Linked DNA regions of Mus musculus: all the other regions are linked to region 6. A link is a contact called in public Hi-C, HiChIP or PLAC-seq and promoter capture Hi-C data. All regions are on one chromosome and are shown on one strand. Each heading gives the region's core, a stretch centred on a gene start, on an enhancer-like site or on the middle of the called end of the contact. The rest is flanking DNA. Distances are from core to core; before and after follow the strand shown. Region 1 has its middle 15 kb from the start of Gm46724. Region 2 holds the start of Fndc5 (fibronectin type III domain containing 5). Region 3 has its middle 23 kb from the start of Ldc1. Region 4 holds the start of Pum1 (pumilio RNA-binding family member 1). Region 5 holds the start of Serinc2 (serine incorporator 2). Region 6 holds the start of Kpna6 (karyopherin (importin) alpha 6).

Evidence for each region. A called contact is a pair of places that touch in the nucleus more often than the background predicts. HiChIP or PLAC-seq counts read pairs in DNA pulled down with a chosen protein or histone mark. Capture Hi-C pulls out chosen DNA fragments and counts their contacts.
Region 1: a Hi-C map of embryonic stem cells shows a contact between it and region 6, with 5 times the contacts expected there. The contact joins the enhancer-like site here to the promoter of Kpna6 in region 6. A contact is called at or near these places in 1 of 484 Hi-C or Micro-C datasets (embryonic stem cells) and 4 of 115 datasets of contacts at active chromatin or transcription factors (embryonic hindbrain, embryonic stem cells, forebrain and 1 more).
Region 2: a promoter capture Hi-C map of liver shows a contact between it and region 6. The contact joins the promoter of Fndc5 here to the promoter of Kpna6 in region 6. A contact is called at or near these places in 1 of 115 datasets of contacts at active chromatin or transcription factors (microglia) and 2 of 9 other capture datasets (adipose tissue and liver).
Region 3: a contact with region 6 is called in an H3K4me3 HiChIP or PLAC-seq map of forebrain, with 3 times the contacts expected there. The contact joins the enhancer-like site here to the promoter of Kpna6 in region 6. A contact is called at or near these places in 1 of 39 promoter capture datasets (cranial neural crest) and 4 of 115 datasets of contacts at active chromatin or transcription factors (the NIH/3T3 cell line, embryonic midbrain, forebrain and 1 more).
Region 4: a contact with region 6 is called in an H3K27ac HiChIP or PLAC-seq map of embryonic stem cells, with 4 times the contacts expected there. The contact joins the promoter of Pum1 here to the promoter of Kpna6 in region 6. A contact is called at or near these places in 3 of 115 datasets of contacts at active chromatin or transcription factors (embryonic stem cells and extraembryonic endoderm stem cells).
Region 5: a contact with region 6 is called in a Hi-C map of erythroblasts, with 5 times the contacts expected there. The contact joins the promoter of Serinc2 here to the promoter of Kpna6 in region 6. A contact is called at or near these places in 2 of 39 promoter capture datasets (cranial neural crest and hippocampal neurons), 1 of 484 Hi-C or Micro-C datasets (erythroblasts), 3 of 115 datasets of contacts at active chromatin or transcription factors (embryonic hindbrain and embryonic stem cells) and 1 of 9 other capture datasets (embryonic stem cells).

Annotation. Positions count from the first base shown.
Region 1 is chr4:130,250,159-130,252,858 of GRCm38.p6, reverse strand. No RefSeq gene overlaps it. Among named protein-coding and RNA genes, the nearest start is that of Gm46724, 15 kb to the right of the region's middle. Within about 2 kb of position 1,283, at least 37 of the 459 cell types and tissues checked have an H3K27ac peak or open chromatin away from gene starts, as enhancers often do. A contact at or near this core is called in embryonic stem cells, where this site is marked.
Region 2 is chr4:129,135,741-129,138,440 of GRCm38.p6, reverse strand. It overlaps Fndc5 (fibronectin type III domain containing 5), which reads right to left and starts at 1,442. Exons shown (of 6, transcript NM_027402.4): 1 at 1,278-1,442. The coding sequence starts at 1,362.
Region 3 is chr4:130,197,719-130,200,418 of GRCm38.p6, reverse strand. No RefSeq gene overlaps it. Among named protein-coding and RNA genes, the nearest start is that of Ldc1, 23 kb to the left of the region's middle. Within about 2 kb of position 1,313, at least 54 of the 459 cell types and tissues checked have an H3K27ac peak or open chromatin away from gene starts, as enhancers often do. A contact at or near this core is called in forebrain, where this site is marked.
Region 4 is chr4:130,662,058-130,664,757 of GRCm38.p6, reverse strand. Pum1 (pumilio RNA-binding family member 1) reads right to left here and starts at 1,437. Exons shown (of 22, transcript NM_030722.3): 1 at 1,291-1,437.
Region 5 is chr4:130,274,328-130,277,027 of GRCm38.p6, reverse strand. It overlaps Serinc2 (serine incorporator 2), which reads left to right and starts at 1,442. Exons shown (of 10, transcript NM_172702.3): 1 at 1,442-1,570. The coding sequence starts at 1,532. It overlaps Gm34957 (a long non-coding RNA gene), which reads right to left. Exons shown (of 2, transcript XR_376686.3): 1 at 1,094-2,700.
Region 6 is chr4:129,671,415-129,674,114 of GRCm38.p6, reverse strand. It overlaps Kpna6 (karyopherin (importin) alpha 6), which reads left to right and starts at 1,348. Exons shown (of 14, transcript NM_008468.4): 1 at 1,348-1,438. The coding sequence starts at 1,435.

The sequences.
Region 1 (2,700 bases), core at 34-2,533, 580 kb before region 6:
AGGTACCACCAGGGTTTCGGGGAGTATAGGGATTCAAATAGACACCCTGAAAACAGAGCAGGAAGCGTTGGGCTGAGAGGACATTTGCTGAGGTACACAAGGCCATGGAAGAGGAGCTCAAGGGCAAGTACAAACTGGAGTGCAGACAGCATGCGGGGTCAGAGGAAATCAAGGAGATAGGTGTGGGCGGGATGGTACAGTCTCCCTCAGGGGATGTGGGGAGACTAGACAGAGGGGAACTACTGGGGTACTGAGCTGGCAGAAGGCCTAAAGCTGTGAGCTGATGCTGGGATGTTCCCCATGACTACAGCTGAGTGGTAGAGTCACATAGTATTTTAGACAGATTTCCCTGGGTGAGGTGGGGCGCATAAAGGCTGGACTTCGTGAAGCTGAGGAAGGCTCTCACTAGGGATGGGTCTGGAGGATGTGCTTGCCCCGCCCCCTGCCCCCCCAACCCCCGCCCCCCGAGATCCTCTGAGTGAGGTTGTCAGAGCACCATGCATTGCTATTCTTTCCTTGTTTCTCCTTCAGGAGAAAAGAAATGCCCAGGGTGTCCTCGTGGCCTGTGTATTTGTAGAGGTGGTTGATTTGCCAGATGTGGTGGTGCACAGCTTTAATCTCACCACTTGTCCGGGAGGCAGAGGTAGGTTTATAAACTGAGTTCCAGGACAGCCAGGGTTACACAGAGAAACCCAAAACAAAAACAAAAAGAAAACAAAAAAACAAAAAAACAAAAAACCTTCCCTCAACAACACCCCCCAAAAAAAGAAAAAGTGGTTGTGGTTGTAAGCTTGTTACAGTCTCAGATCATTCAGTCAGCAATGCACTCACCACGTGCCAGGGGCTGGGCCGGGCCTTGCTGGTGGTATGGGGGAGGGGCAGAGCAAAGAGCCACTATTCTAAGTAGGTGAAGGACTTTCCCCTTGTCTCCTTGGTGTCACACTCATTAGCCTAGAGGTAGGGTTGTCACCACCCACCAGGGCAGGGAACCTGTTTAGCTGTCCCCTCTCCCGCTACCCAGTGACCTGACTTCCACCCACAGGGAACCTGTTTAGCTGTCCCCTCTCCTGCTACCCAGTGACCTGACTTTCACCCACCCTCCCATCTGTTCCTGGCTCCTCAGTTCTTCCTTCCCACCACACATACCCTCTCTTCCTCGTAGACCTGTCACTATCCCTTTCTGGTCACTTCCCCTCTTTGGGAAGAGAAGCTCTGTTGCCTGCAAGCCCCTGATAGGGTGTGCTTCCTTACTGCACTGGGACTGAGAAAAGAGCTGTCCTTGAGTCTGAGGAACTACAACGTCCTGTCCCCAGGCCACTGTCCTTCAGCCCCACCTGCAGTTTAGGTTGCAGAGTGACAAGGGGGTTGGGGGGCAGGGTGAATGCAAAGCTGGTCGATGACATCTGAAACAGACAGTGCTTGGAGTGCTCTGGGCTTGGCTAGTTCTGTCTGCCTTGATGTGTCATTGTGTGTTATTACCCTCTCGGGACCTCACCTGGATTTTTCATGACCGCGGCCACAGTAGCTTTCTTGTAAGCCATAAAGTGCTTTGCACTCAGTACTTACACAGCAGACAGTCTCGGCCCTTGTGGTAGTTTGAATATGCTCAGCCCAGGAAGTGGCACTATTAGGAGGTGTGGCCTTGTTGGAGGAGGTGTGGCCTTGTTGGGGTGGGTGTGGCCTTATTGGAGGAAGTGTATCATTGTGGGGGTGGGCAATGAGGCCCCCCTCCTAGCTGTCCAATAATGGACTGAACCTCTGAAAACGTAAGCCAGCCCCAATTAAATGTTTTTCTTTATGAGTTGCCTTGGCCGTGGTGTGTCTTCACAGCAATGGAAACCCTAACTGTATCAGCCCCTTCTCCCTTTGCTGCCTGGCCACTTTGCAGCCTCTCTGAGCTAATCGGATATAGGAGAAAATGCTGACTGTGTTTGCCTTTCTGTTATAAGGTCCTGCTCTGCCTTTTAACTCAAAGCAGTGTGTGGAGCTACAGCAACCTTCTTGGGATGATTAGAACAACAAACCCGTGGATGGAAATCTGCCTAGGAGACATGGAAGAGTTTGGGTCCCTGATGTCTGTGGGAGCTCTGCTATGCCTGGTCCGGATGTCACTGAGATGGGGAAAGCCAACCCCAGTATATCTGAGTCCCATTACTGTGCCTAATGGGACAGCAGTGCAGCTGAATGCGTGGCTAACTGTCTTAGTTACTGTTCTGCTGCTGTGAGGAGACAGCATGGCCAAGGCTTACAAAAGAAAGCATCTAGCCGAGGGTTTGTATAGGTTTAGAAGGTTCCGGAGTTTGGGGGGATCACGGCAGGAAGCAGGCAGGTGTGGCACTGGAGCAGAAGCTGAGAGCTTTACTTTCTGACCCTCGAGCAGCAGCTGAAGAGAAGATAGACAAACAGACAGACAGACAGAGACAGAGAGACAGACAGACACATACACACAGAGACAGACACACAGACACACAGAGACAGACAGACAGAGAGAGAGAGAGACAGAGACACACAGAGACAGAGACAGGCAGACAGACAGGCAAAGAGACACACACACAGAAATAGAGAGAGACAGAGATAGATAGATAGACAGAGACAGACAGACAGACAGAGGCAGACAGAGCCTGCCTGAGACAGAGCCCGACTGAGCCTGGGCCTGGCATGAGCTTTTGAAATCTCATAACTCATTCCCAGTGGCACACC
Region 2 (2,700 bases), core at 193-2,692, 540 kb after region 6:
CTTGAACCAAGGCGAGAGCTAGTGGATAGGTGGTTGGGCACCGAGCGAGGAATAGCTGAATGGAGTTCAGGAGCTGATTAGCTTGAGAAAAAGCAGCCACAAGGACTCCTAGTCCATTGCACTTTCTATAGCCTCATGTTGTCAAGTGAGTGACCTTGAGGGAAGGAGACAGACCCTGAGATGAAGAGCCAGGAGGGGCTGAGCCCTGGCATGGAGCTGAGGGGCAACCTCACATGGTAAGCTGGGCAGAGGGCGCCTAAGGGGAAGGGTCTATGTGAGCCTCTCCATACTCTGTGGGTCCTCACGTGCGAGGAATAGAGGAAGTTAGAGAAGAGGGGACATTCAGAACAGGGTCCCTTGGTGGAGAGACACCAAGATAGCGCAAGGCCTTCTGGGTGAAGGAAGATGGTGAATGGGGAAAACGTCAGAGATAAGTGGGAGAGCAGTAGAGGAGCAGGGCAGAAAGGACCTTCCAGGAGAGGGGAGTAGAGTCACACGGGGTTATATCATGCAAGAGGGCAGGGGCTGTGATTAGAAGCCCTGGCCCTGAGCAGTAGCCCCATACCCCTCAGACAAGTGGACTCAAGGCTTCAGGATTATGCCAGACATTCAGATGGAAAGGGACAGAAGGACACAGACAGGTGGCTGAGGTCACAGAACCAGAGAGCAGACAAGTGGAACATTGGAGACAGGCAAGGAGACAGAAGCAGGGCGAGAAAGAGAGGGAGGCAGCAACAGCTGCCAGGAGGGACAGGATTGGGGTGATCTAGGGAGGCAGAGCCCCATGGGGTGGGCCAGACACTAACTGCAGCAGGGTTTGCGCCCCCCGCCCCCGCCCACGGTCCCCGCAAACACCCTTCAACCTCAGGTTACAGTTCTCTTCATAGTCGTTCCTGCGCAGCTAGCTGCCTATGGGTCCCTGAGAGATCTTTGGGGATACAGAGGGAGGCCCAAGGTGGGGCACTAGTGTCCTCAGCTGCTCTCAGGGCCAGAAAAGGTGGCTGAGGCAAAGACTCAGGGTTAGGGGATGACCTGAAGGGACCAGGAGCCGCAAGAGCTTTAAAAACTCAGGGCTGAGGTGACTGGCAGAGGTTTGGAAGCTGAAGGACGGGTTTAGGGGTCAAGAAGGTTCGGAGGCGCTAGGGTCAGGTTAGGAGAGTAGGGACCAGGTGACACAGGAGGTCCTCAGGGAGCAGGAAGGGAACCGAGGACTTCCCGGTGGCGGCGTGGGAGGGGAAGCTGTTCCCTCCCTCGTCCCCCTCCCCAGGCCCCCTTACCCGCCTGCACCAGCGCGAAGCAGACGCAGCCTAGCCACAGGCGGAGCGCGGCGCGGGGCGGCCAGGCGCACGGCCCTGGGGGCATGGCGACTCCTGGGCCCGGTGACCGCTCGCACTCACGCTCCAGCCCGCGGCCCTCCCGGCCCGGCCGCCCCGCGCCGCCCCGCGCCGCCTGCATATCGGCTCCGCGGACAGCGACTCCCGCGCGGCGGCGGCGGTGGTGGCGGCGGCGGTGGTGGCGGCGGCGGCGGCAGCGGCCGCGTCCACGTCGGGCGCCTGGGGGGCGGGGCGCCCCCGCTGCGGGGAGAGGGCGGGGGCGGGGTGAGGACCGAGGGCGCCCCCACTCCTGTCCCCGCTCTTCACTCTGTGGGCTCCCGGGAAGCCAGGGGCTTTGGGGACCCCGCGGCTCACGCTCTCTGACCGATGCAGGACCCGTAGCACCGTGCCGCGGTCAGTCCCAGCCTTAACCCTGACCTGGCCCCGGTCCCGCTCTTCCTTAGGGAAGAGGGAGGGCAAGTGCTTGGGAGATGCCCATCTGTACCCCATCTCTCACTCCAGCCCACACCCCAGGCACACACACACACACACACACACACACACGAGCTGTAGAGTGTAAGGGGGGTACAGACTCGGTACTCTGGGGAATGTGTGTACTGGGGCCGAAGAGGCTCTCCTCTGACTCCCTGGAGGTCTAGCTGAGACCTCAGACCAGTCCTTTCTTTTTCTTGTGCCTATTTTTAATCCCCTCGAGAGCACTGCGAATATCTGTCAGGCGCAGACACTCTGTAGGCCTTGGCTGGGTTTGGGACTTGGTTCTCTCTGCAGCCCCTTCAGGTCCACTCTGCTGCGGGGCGTCTCATGTAGGTGGATACTGCAGTTTGGTAACTTGTTTTGTCCAAGGACCCACCACGGGCAGGATTTGAATCCAAGGTGGGCTCAACTTCACACACTCCTCACCCAGAGTGACTTCAACACTCCAGCATCTAGAATCTCTCTCTCTCTCTAAAACTGGCACATTCTAGATTATTAAAAGAACAATCTGGAACCGTGTTTCTCCAAGATCAGAGGGCTGTGGTTTCTGGACGCTCTCGGGACCACTATATCCATTCTGACCTGACTGAGCAGTGATTTAGCTAATGGCTCTAAAGTGGTAGGGGCTGGAAGATGTGGCAGATAGCTCCAGCTAATTAGCACACGTTGATAACCCTTTTTTTCCATCACCTTGGGAACAGCCAGGTGCCAGCCTGTCCTCACACACCCTTCTGGCTACTCCTTTGATGGCCTTAGAGGCAGAGAGGAGCCTCCACCCCACATTTACTGTCCTGCCCTAAGGAGAATCCCTATAGGACAGCAGAAGGCTCCCCAGCCTCAGCCTCTTACTTTCTTGGGCTGGAGTCGCAGTCAGAGAGCCAAGGTTAAGGAG
Region 3 (2,700 bases), core at 64-2,563, 530 kb before region 6:
ATGGGTATAAGAGGAAGTAAAATCGGACTTCAAGCCGGGCATGGTGGTGCAAGCCTTTAATCCCAGCAAAGGCAGAGGCAGGCGGATTTCTGAGTTCGAGGCCAGCCTGGTCTACAAAGTGAGTTCCAGGACAGCCAGGGCTATACAAGAGAAACCCTATCTCGAAAAACAAAACAAAACAACAACAACAACAACAAAATCGGACTTCAAGGTTTAGGGCCAGGGCTGCCCTTTCATGGCTAGGGTGGGGAATGGGGGTTGGGTGGGTGGAAATCAAGGCTCTGCTTCAACAAGTTTGGAGGGCCCTACACCCTACAAGAACCAGTTTCTAAGGAGAGGTCAAGATGAGAGAACGAGAGGGGACAATATTGGGTGGCCTCCACAGTTCTGGGTCAAGGACATCAGCAGTAGAAAAAGAAGAAAAGGATGCTCGGCTGTATCCAAGGCTGCTGATGAAAGAAACGAGATGAGGTGAGGGAAAAAACAAGATGAGGCGGAGGCCACTGATGGGCTTCTGGGGTCCAAGGAGTGTGAGGGAGCCCAGCACGGACAGCTCCTCAGGGAGATGTACTGTAGCAGAAACGGAAGGGAAGGCTGCAGGAAGACGGGGACCAAAGGAAGAGGGAGGGTTCATTTTAGGGTGAGAAATCATGCTCTGAATTCCAAGAGCAAAATCCGTCAAGGAAGAGAAAGAAGGCTTAGAAGCCAGGCGGGAAGCGGGTTAGCCCTCAAGCCAAGCAGGGCAGGGTGGAGGGCGAGTGATGCATCGAAGCCTGTGTAGAGCACTGGAGCCAGCAGGCTGAATTTTCCTCAGATTCGCTTCCCAGTGATTCAAGTACCAAGGCCATCACGAAGAGAAGAGGGCAGGAGGAGCTTCTTGTTCCCAGAAGGGAGCAGGCACACAGCCAGAACAAGGCTGGGAGAGGATTCGCCTGCGCACCGCTGCGGGTTGTGCAAGGACAGCTGGAGTCAGAGAGCTGTCGGTTTGTCCTCATCCGTGTCCTGCCGTGGGCACAGGTACAGAGTGGGTGGAGGTTGATGGAGGTACAAAGACTGGGAGATGCCTGACACTTGAGGTGGCCCGGGATCTCTGCAGATCCCGACTCCACCCACGACCCCGGAAGTCCTCGGGACTTTTTCCTACCCACATGTAGAAGCAGCTTTCCCTGGGTCCCCTCGCCAGTACGAAAGCCAGGGATTAAAGTCTACCGTCCTCGGTGGGTCCCACTCTTCAGCGAGGTCTGAGCACAGCAAACATGGCTCAGGATCAACCCAGGTGCTAGGTGCCCTGCTTAGTCTATGCTTCAGCCACGGTGCCTTTCTACCACCTACTGGCCGTGATCGGCATTGCGCCTGGGTTGAGCTCCCATTGGGTTTCTGAACTCCAGTTATCAAAGGCCAAATGAGTCTCCACCACCACCATCCCCGCCTCTCACCCGTCCCCGCCCCTTTAAACCTTCGTTTATTTTGTATGTGTGTGAGTGTGTTTCCAGGGGACACACTCTTGCCACGATGACCACGTGGCAACCAAAGGATAACTTCCAAGAGTTGGTTCCCTTCTCTTCCAACCTTTGTGGAGTTGTGGGGATCGAAATCCTGAAACCAGAATTGGTGGCAAGACACGTTGATCCATTGCAGCACCACCCCCCTTTCCTCTTTTTCTTTTGCAACCCCACCCCACACCTTCTGAGGCGCTAATAGTCTAGAGAGACGATTCTCAGTAGTCATTTGTCCTTGCCTACTTCATTCATTCATAATGCTTACTGAGCACTTACTCTTTGCCACATTGCCGTGGGCCCCAGGGTTAGTCAGGAAGGGAACAAGAGAGATCACAGCTCTTTTGCAAGGGCATCCTTGTGGGAGTGGAGGGAGACAGGAAGTAGATAAGGAGATAAACTAGAGAATGATAGAACGTGCTGGATGACGAAGGGAATTCAGGGAGTGCCCGAGAAGGTGACGCACAGATGGAATCAGAGGATACAGAAGACAGCTCATAGGCTGGGGAGGAGGCTGGCCCAGAAGCACTGACCAGAGAGGCTGACAGGTCTGGGCTGACCTAGGAGGTCAAAGAGGAGACGTGGAACTCATTAGCCTCCTGCCTCAGTCTCCTGACTGTTGGGGTTACCGGCATATACACGGCATCCACACAGCAATGGGAGCTTTGTAAAAAGAGGGAAATACCTGAAATTCTTATATAACTTCCCCCAAAGTTAGACGCTATTGTTGTCGTCAAACATCTTAGTTGCTTAAAGCTGATCTTCATTCAGACCCACTGGATCATCTCTGGGAGGTGAGACCAGGAGTCTGCGTGTTTAATAAGTAGTCTGGAAGGTTCTCCTTAAAACAAAATCCAAGGACTGGACAGGTGACTCAGCAGTTAAGACCCTATGTTGCTCTTGCAGGGACCTGAATTCAGATCCCAGAGCCCACATCAGGTGACTTACAAGTCTCCCTATAACTTCTACTCCAGGAACATCCTATTCTGACCTCTGCTGGCATCCCTATGCAGGTAGTACACACACACACACACACACACACACACACACACTCATACACATAAATAAAAAATCAAGCTTTAAAAAGTAAAATACTTAAACTCTACAGTGAAATTTAAAAATTTTAAACATTAATTTATATTTATTTGTTTACTTTGTCAGAGGTGAGGGACTAGGGGGTGGGGGAGTAAGGGGTGGGCACATA
Region 4 (2,700 bases), core at 188-2,687, 990 kb before region 6:
AGATAAAGATCCGCAGCCCCTAGTGTTTTACAAAGTTACAATGAGCAAAGGGTCAAAATGGTTTACTAAAAACCCTGAAGGAAGCTGCTTATCTTAAAAGGAGAGCCACATTAGTAACTTTTACACCAAAGCAAACAGCTCAAGCTACAATCCTACCTTCAGAAGTAACTGGCTTTAAAAACTGAACGCCCAAAAGCCCTCATAAATCATCTTAATAATCCCAGTAATTAATGGGGTGAGCAAAATGATCAAGTGTAACGAAGCGTTATCGTAATTTGCACAATGAAAACGAACAATCCTTCAAAGTTATGGTGGGGATAAAGCCTTCTCTGGTCATCTATGTGGGAGTTCCTCGCGATGTGGGAGGGGAGCTCTTGGGAAGAGGGGTGAGCTTCACTGGAGAAAAGTTACTGGAGTGTTCCTCCCTTAACGTGGGAGTGGTACTGACGAGTCAAACAAATGACCCATGTTTACCCACCGCGTTCGTGAGGACCGAAACTGTAGCACTGTGTAGCTATCTACATGTTTGTCCTACTACCTGCTGAAAGCCCCTTGGAGAGGGAAGCACACCAACACAGGGAGGATCAGAGAGGAAGAACACCCCCTCCTCAAGGGGGAGGAAAACACACACAAGCTCTCACAGAAACAAAAGGCCACAAGGAACCCAGGCGCTTAAAAAGCGATCCGAAACTTCCTGATGGTCACCTCTCCATATTTCAAGGCTTGCAAGATCGCCCACTCCCCCACCACCATGGGGGGCTCGCCCGAGGACCGTGGCCCACCGCCCGCTTTCTAAAGCCTTGTATTGTTCCTCCCTCGGCGCTGCCACGGAAGCTCCAGCCAAGTCCAAGGAGCCCGCGGGACCACAGAATCTCCACTCCGCGGCCACAAGAGAGGACCTGGGGCTGCTCAGATCCATCCAAAAAATAAATAAATAAATGCAGGGGAGGAAGGAAAAAAAAAAAAAAAGAAGCCGAGCCGAACGGCAACACCAACCTCTAGGGACTCCCGGCAGGGCCGAACGGAGGCACGGAGCCGCCGGCAGCCGCGGGCGAGCCGGGCCCCGGCCGCGGCCCGCTCCCCACCCCCTCCTCGCGGATAACAATAGGGCCTCGCTGCCGCCTCCCAAACACGTACGAGCGGAGCGAGCGCGGTGCCTCCGCCAGGCCCGGCGGCGTCTCTAAGCCCTTTCTCGCCCCGCCAACCGCTGCCAAACGCCAATACGAGAGGCGCATCGGCTCGCTGGGGGTTCGGAGCACGGTTTGGGGCCACCGGGGCGCGGATACTCACGGGCGGAGCGGTAGGATGAAGATGGATTCCGGCCCCCCGATCTTCGCTCGCCGGCGCTCTCGCTCCCCCTTACCTTTCACTCCGACAACATGGCGGCCCACTGGGGACTGGGCTGACGCGGTGCATCATGGGAGCGGCGCCGGCGCCGGCCCCAGCTCCGGCGGTGGCAGCGGCGTGTGCGGAGCGGGCGGGCGGGCGGGCGGCTCTGGAACAGGTTGCCCGGTTGCCATGCCAACGGCAGGGCCTGTGTGAACTCGGGGAAACTCGCAGGCCACACAACCGCTGTGCCCGCCCGCTGGGGCGAGCGCGCGCCGCCGCCGCGGAGGGAGCGGGGTGGGAGGCACGGGAGCGCGCACGGAGTGCCCGGGCTGCCGTGGGGGGGAGGGGACGCCAACCTGGGGCTGTGCCTGAACCTTGGCACAGCCTGGCCAGTGTCTGGGTTCGAACCCCTTCTAGCCCTCTGGCTCCTGGCCTTTTTGCATCTTTTCCTGCCTCGTTTCCCCAGTGTAACATACAAAAGAAAAGAGCAACAGAACGACCATGCTGATGGAGGGCAGGACCTCAACCTAATTTGCAGGATCTGGAGCGCAATGACAATGGCAGGACCCTTGTTCAAAGGTCATTAGAAATATCAAGATGGAAACTAAGCAAATTAAGCTGAGAACTAGAAGCCAGAGGTGTTTGCAAGCACTCCATTTCAGTTGATTGGTTGGTTGGTTTAAAGATGCATTTGTATGTGATTACACTGTCCTACCTTCAGACATACCAGAAGAGGGTGTCAGATCCCATTACAGATGGTTGTAAGCCACCATGTGGTTGCTGGGAATTGAACTCAGTACCTCTGGAAGAGCAGTCAGTGCTCTTAACCAATGAGCCCTCTCTCCAGCCCTGGTTTGGTTTTTATTGTGACAGGGTCTTTTGTTGTAGCTCTGGCTGGGCTGCTCTCTAACCTACTGAAATCCACCTGTCTCTGCCTTCAAGAACCGTTCAATTTTTTTTTTTTTTTTTTTTTTTTTTTTTAGGTTTTTTAGGCTTTTTAAATTCTTTTTGATTTTTCAAGACAGAGTTTCTCTGTGTAGCCCTGGCTGTTCTGGAACTCCCATTGTAAACCAGGCTGGCCTCAGAACTCACAGAGATATCCCCACCTCTGCCTCCTGAGTATTGGGATTAACAGCCTATGCCACCACCACCTCGCTTTTTTTTTTATTTCTGTTTTTGAGATAGGGTGTCATAGAGCCAGGCTGCCCTCAAACTCACTGTGTAGCTAAGGATTACCTTGACCCCCTGAGCCTACTTCCATACCTTCCTTCTGTTACTACAGACATACCAAATGTAGGACTTCACATATGCCAGGCAACACCCTACCAAACAACTGAGCTACATCCCCCCCCACCAGGTCTCGATATTCAA
Region 5 (2,700 bases), core at 193-2,692, 600 kb before region 6:
CAATTACCAGCTCAGCCAGGTGCTGTATGAATCACTCGGGGAAGCAGTTAGGCCGGATCTTTGGCCCCTGCGGCCAGCCAAACCTATGGACTTCCTTCCCTAACATTATCTGGTCTAGAGTTGGTGGGGGAGAAGGCTGGGGTGAGCTACCATAATTACAGAACTCTGCTGCTGCGCCTCACACCCGATCCTGGGGATGACCTGCCAGGATGCCCTCTCACCCAGTGACCTCCTTAGCTAGGAGGTCATGGCTGTACACAGATAGGGAGTGAGGAGTGCTGAACAGAGTGTGTGTGTGTGTGTCTCTGTATGTGTCTCTCTCTGTGTGTATGTGTCTCTTTCTGTGTGTATGTCTATCTGCCTCTGTCTCTGTCTCTCTGTGTGCAGTGCTGAGCAGTGAGTGTGTGTGCCTGTGTGTATCTCTGTCTGTCTGTCTGTCTCTCTTATGTGTATATGTGTGTGTGTGGAGTGCTGAGCAGTGTGTGTGTGTGTGTGTGTGTGTGTGTGTATTTGTCTCTCTCTCTCTGTATATCTATCTGTGTTTCTCTCTCTCTCTCTCTCTCTCTCTCTCTCTCTCTCTCTCTCTCTCGTGTGTGTGTGTGTGTGTGTGTGTGTGTGTGTGTGTGTGTGATCCAAGACAGGTCCAGAGTTTGAAGACAAGGTGGATGGAGAGGAGAGGGTCTAAACAAGTACGAATCTGGGGCCTTAACAGGGATGGGAATGACACAGGCTTTTATTCATGGAGCAGTTGCTGTGTGTTCTAACAGCCCCATGAGGTTAGCACCTTTAGTTTCAATAGGGGAAACTGAGACTCAGAGAAGCAAAGTAGCCTCCCTTATCCTCCCTCTGTCTGTCCTTCTCTTCTTTCTTTCCGTAGGCAGGATCCCATGTAACCCAGGCTGACCTAGATCTGGCTATGCAGCCAAAGATAATTTTGAATTTGTGATTCCTGCCTCCTGAGTGCTGGGTTACAGGCGAGAGCCACCATGCCCAGTTTTATGTGGATCAAACCTAGGACTTCATGAATTCTCTGGAAACACTCTACCGACTCAGCTACATTACCATCCCCCCACCCCCTTGCCTAGTAATTTACCATTGAGCACCCATAGATTGGGCCGAGGTTTTCCGCCAAGATCCAAGGGCATCAGGGAAGACCACCTCTTACTTCCTCTAACAATGACAGTATTTGGGGTCGGTCACACAATGGCTCCTATGAAGTTCAAATCCAGATGTATTTCCAAATCCTCGCTTTGGTTCAGCAGACAATCCTAGCTCAGAGTTGAGTTGGGCTGTGCCCCTGTCGTTGCTGGACTTTCCCCATCTCAACCTCTTTAGGAAATGTCTGGCGCCAGTACCTGTCCCAGGTGAGTCCTAGGAGGCCCCGAGCGTCGCCGGAAAGTGACGAGCGGCTTCGGCAGGTGGGGCGGGGCTGGGGCGGGGATGGGTTTGGGGTGGGGCCAGCCAAGCGCCTGGAGTCCCACCGGATCCGGGATCCGAGGCCGGTGCCCCGAGCCCCGCGCCCCTCACCGCCATGGGGGCCTGTCTCGGGGCCTGCTCCCTGCTCAGCTGCGTGAGTGCCCACCTCGTCCCTGCCGCGGCCCCGCTCACTTTTTCTCTACCTTCTTCCTCCAAGTACTTTCTTCTTTTTGCTTCCTCCAAACTTGCCTTTCAGAGGCCCCACCGATGCCCTTCTTATCCTCATCCCCCAGCTGCTCCGCTTCGGCCGCGGTGCGCTGGACAGCTGGTGTCGCGGCTCGGGTGACCGCGGGGGAGGGGTGGGGCGCGGCCGGGCGCCTTTGGCGCCGTCACTCCGAGAACCGGGATACTGAGGCCGGCAGCGGGTGCGGGGAGCCCCGCGGCCATTGCGCGCTCCCCAGCTCAGAGCACCCCCAGGTTGCGTGGCGCGTCTCTCTCCAGGGCGCGGGACTCTTTGTGTAACTGGTAGGGTCCCGGCCCCGCTGAGCTTACTGTCTTTCTGGCAGAGCGTCTGTCATTCTGTCTGCCCCTGTCGCCTGGCTTAGTCTGTTCTTTTGTGTTTGTCCCGTTCACTTCTCTAGGATTCGGGCACTGTCTGTCTGTCTGAACGTCGTCGTAACCAGCTCCGTCTGCATCCTCTTTCGGCGCGCAGTCTGGCCCGCTCACTCTAGGGCACCCCCCCTGCAAGCGCTGGACCCTTTCCCTCCAGCTCGAGCTGGAAAGGAGATGGGGGTTGGGTAAGAAGGGTGGGCAGGAGCCCCCCCCCCCCCATCCCGCTCTTGAGCGAGGTTGGTGTCGGTTGTCACTGACTACCTGTGCCAAACTTTGGATTTGGAAAGATCCAGAAATTGAGGGAGGTTGCGTGTGTCCACCTGGTCGCCACTGTTGGGGACCAGGCGGGAGGCCAGCTCTGTTTTGGGGCAGCAACCAGCACAGGGGAGGGGACCCGGCCGGCCATAACCGGCCGGGAGGCCCCCACTTCCCCAGCCCCCTTTCTTTTCCTTCTTCCCCTCATTAAATCTGAGGCTCTTTCAGACAGCTCCCTCCCCTTCTGGCCCCACACAAAGAGGGGCGGAGAGGGCTCCCGCGGCTGGCTGCTGTAGGAAGGTTCGTTCAGGACTTGCATCCTTTGTCCCTGATTTGTGTGCGTGTTAGGAGCGGGTGCCCAGGAGAGAGCTGCGCATCTAGAGGTTTTCTTTGTAGCCATTTTCTGAGAGTGAGCTC
Region 6 (2,700 bases), core at 99-2,598:
GTGGTTGCTGGGATTTGAACTCAGGACCTCTTGAAGAGTAGTTAGTGCTCTTACCCCCTGAGCCATCTCACCAGCCCCGCTGTCTCTGGTTTTAAAGACAGATGGGGCAGAACGATTTTGGAGATAAGTGAGATAAGGAGGTTGATTATTGTGATAACAGTATTCCTTTTCCTCAAGTCATAGAATTTGACTTTTGAGTTGTTTCACTTTATCGGCCAGGCATTTGGTTAGAATTGGCAAGATTGGACGTAACCCCGGCTCTGTGTGTTGATGTGGAAGACTGGAATGCTATCATGCAAAATAAGGAGGTTAATAAGCATCAGCCCCAAATTCCTTGATTCAAAAGGCACGTGCTTCAAGGTCCTCATCACTAAAAAAGGGAGCTCATTGACCTGTTATTTATTTGTTTGCTTGTTTATTTGTTCATTTATTCATTCAATAGCTATAAGTCAGACACTGGAAGGTGGTGGTCATACTAGTCAGCAATATAGAACTGACCCTGTCATTAAAAGGTTACTGGGCTCTGCCCCTACCCCACCACACCCTTTTGCTGGAGAAACAAACTCCCTCTAGTGTGATAGCGCACACCTGTAACCTCAGCAGAGGGGAGGTGGAAGAAGGAGAATCTAGAGTTCAAGTCTAGGATATCTGAAACCCTGCCTCCCGTAAACAAACAACTGGTCTGGGAGCCTTTTACCTCAGCACTTGGGAGGCAGATAGGTGGATCGCTGTGAGTTTGAAGTCTTTCTGATTTATAAAGGTCCAGGCCAGCCAGAGATACATAGTAAAGATCCTGTCTCAAATGAACAAAAACAATATTCAAACCCCAGCTTAATCTCCACTCCTTTTCCTTATCTCCGGAGCCTTGAACGAATCACTTCCTCTCTCAAAATAATTATTTAGTTCAGGGTCTATACAGGCTTAATTATGAAGAATTTTTGGGAAAGAAGGTCTCGCCATAAAGAAGAAATAAAAACAGAAAGAGATTGGATCTCCAGGTCCAATCGTTCTGCCCCTTCTGCCTTTAAAACCACAGACAGCAAGGACCAGAGAGATGGCCCAGTGGTTTAAAGTGCTTGTGGCAACCGGGCGGTGGTGGCGCACGCCTTTAATTCCAGCACTTGGGAGACAGAAGCAGAGGCAGAGAGTTTGACACACTTTGTTTTGTACATATTCCTTCTAGTCTCCCTCCAGCCTCGGCTGTCTATTCCATCCCTAATTGCCATCTTTAGTGGCTGCGTTCTCTTTAAGCCCGCCCCTATCCTGATATCCCTTGGAGGGAAGGGGGCGTGAGGGTTAAGAACGCGTTTTAGCACGGTATAAAACGTTTGTCCCCGTCAGGCCGCCGTCCTGCAGGTCCGCCATATTGTCTGCCGAGGCTACCGCTGAAGCTACCGCTGCGGCCGCCGCCAAGTCCGAGCGAGCGGAGCCGCGATGGGTGAGTGAAGCGGCTCAGGAGATGGGTGTTCGGGCCGAGGTGTCGGGGAGCGGGGTCTGGCGAGGGCCTGTCTCTCGTCCGAAGCAGATGTCGGAAGCATCCAGAGAGGCATGGGAGGAGAAGGCAGATCGGGAGCGCCCCTCGGGCCAGTTTAGGGCTGGCGTAGGGCCGCCCGCACGGGGAGCAGCCCTGGGGGCTTGTTCCGCACTGCTAGCGTCCTGGGCTGTCCCCACGTGGTGGCCTCGGGTCAGAGCTCGCGCTTCCCGGGGTAAGCAGAGCCCTGCCCTCTCGCCCTGCGCCTGCCGTGGATCCGGGGGCCGGGCTCCGGGCTCCAGCAGCAGGCCTGGCCGCGGAGAGCCTGCTTCCTCGGGCTTTTGGACGCCGGGCTTCTGAACCAAGTGAAGTCCTAGCTGCCTACGTAGAGGGTAGAGTCCTCTGGAGAGGAGACCCAGGGCAGGCCAGCTCCGGCCCGGTAACCAAGGGCCGGCCGGGTCCAGCAGAGCTTGGGCCTTTGAAGGCCAGGAAAATGTCCCAGTCGGCGCAGGAATGGGGTGGTTCGGCTAGACTCAGTGACAGCCTTCGCAGTGGTAGAGAGACCAAAGCCAAGACTTCTTGGCACAGACAGGTCAGGGACTTACTGTTTCTGGGCCAACTCTGGTTAGGAGAAAAAGAGAGACCTGTTGATCTTTTTTAAAGAGCATTCCGGATACGAAAGCCGTTGCTCAAAAGAATACGATGATGGTCTTCGAATTCAGAAGTGAAACCAGTATTGGTAATTTGTTGGCATCAGTAAAGTGAAAAACTTTAAATTTGCCAATCTGTACGTGCAGACGTTATTGTCAGTGCTTAACGTGTCTTGTTTAACCTAATTGCAATCTAGTGGGATAGGTGCTGCTGTTATTCCTGTTTTGCAGATGGGGAAACTGAGGCTTAGAGTGGTAAAGTAACTTATCCAAGGTCACGCGGTGATTAAACCAGGGTGATCACTCCAGAGCCCTAGGAATTAACTGGTGCCTTTTATGGGCTGGCCCTCTAGTGGTGGGATGAGAGAGAGGGGGGACAGTTTTAACCCTGCGTAAAGTTGGGAAGTTGTGTTTTGATATGGGTCCAGTTTGAAATCTTTAGTCTGAATGAAAGTGGAAAAGTTTAGAGTGAATTGCTGACCTCCGCCTATTGTAAAGAGTAGTGCATTTCTAAAGTTTGCTATAATCTCTAATTCTGAGGAAACAGAAAAGACTTTCTCTGCCAGTGATTTCAGAATC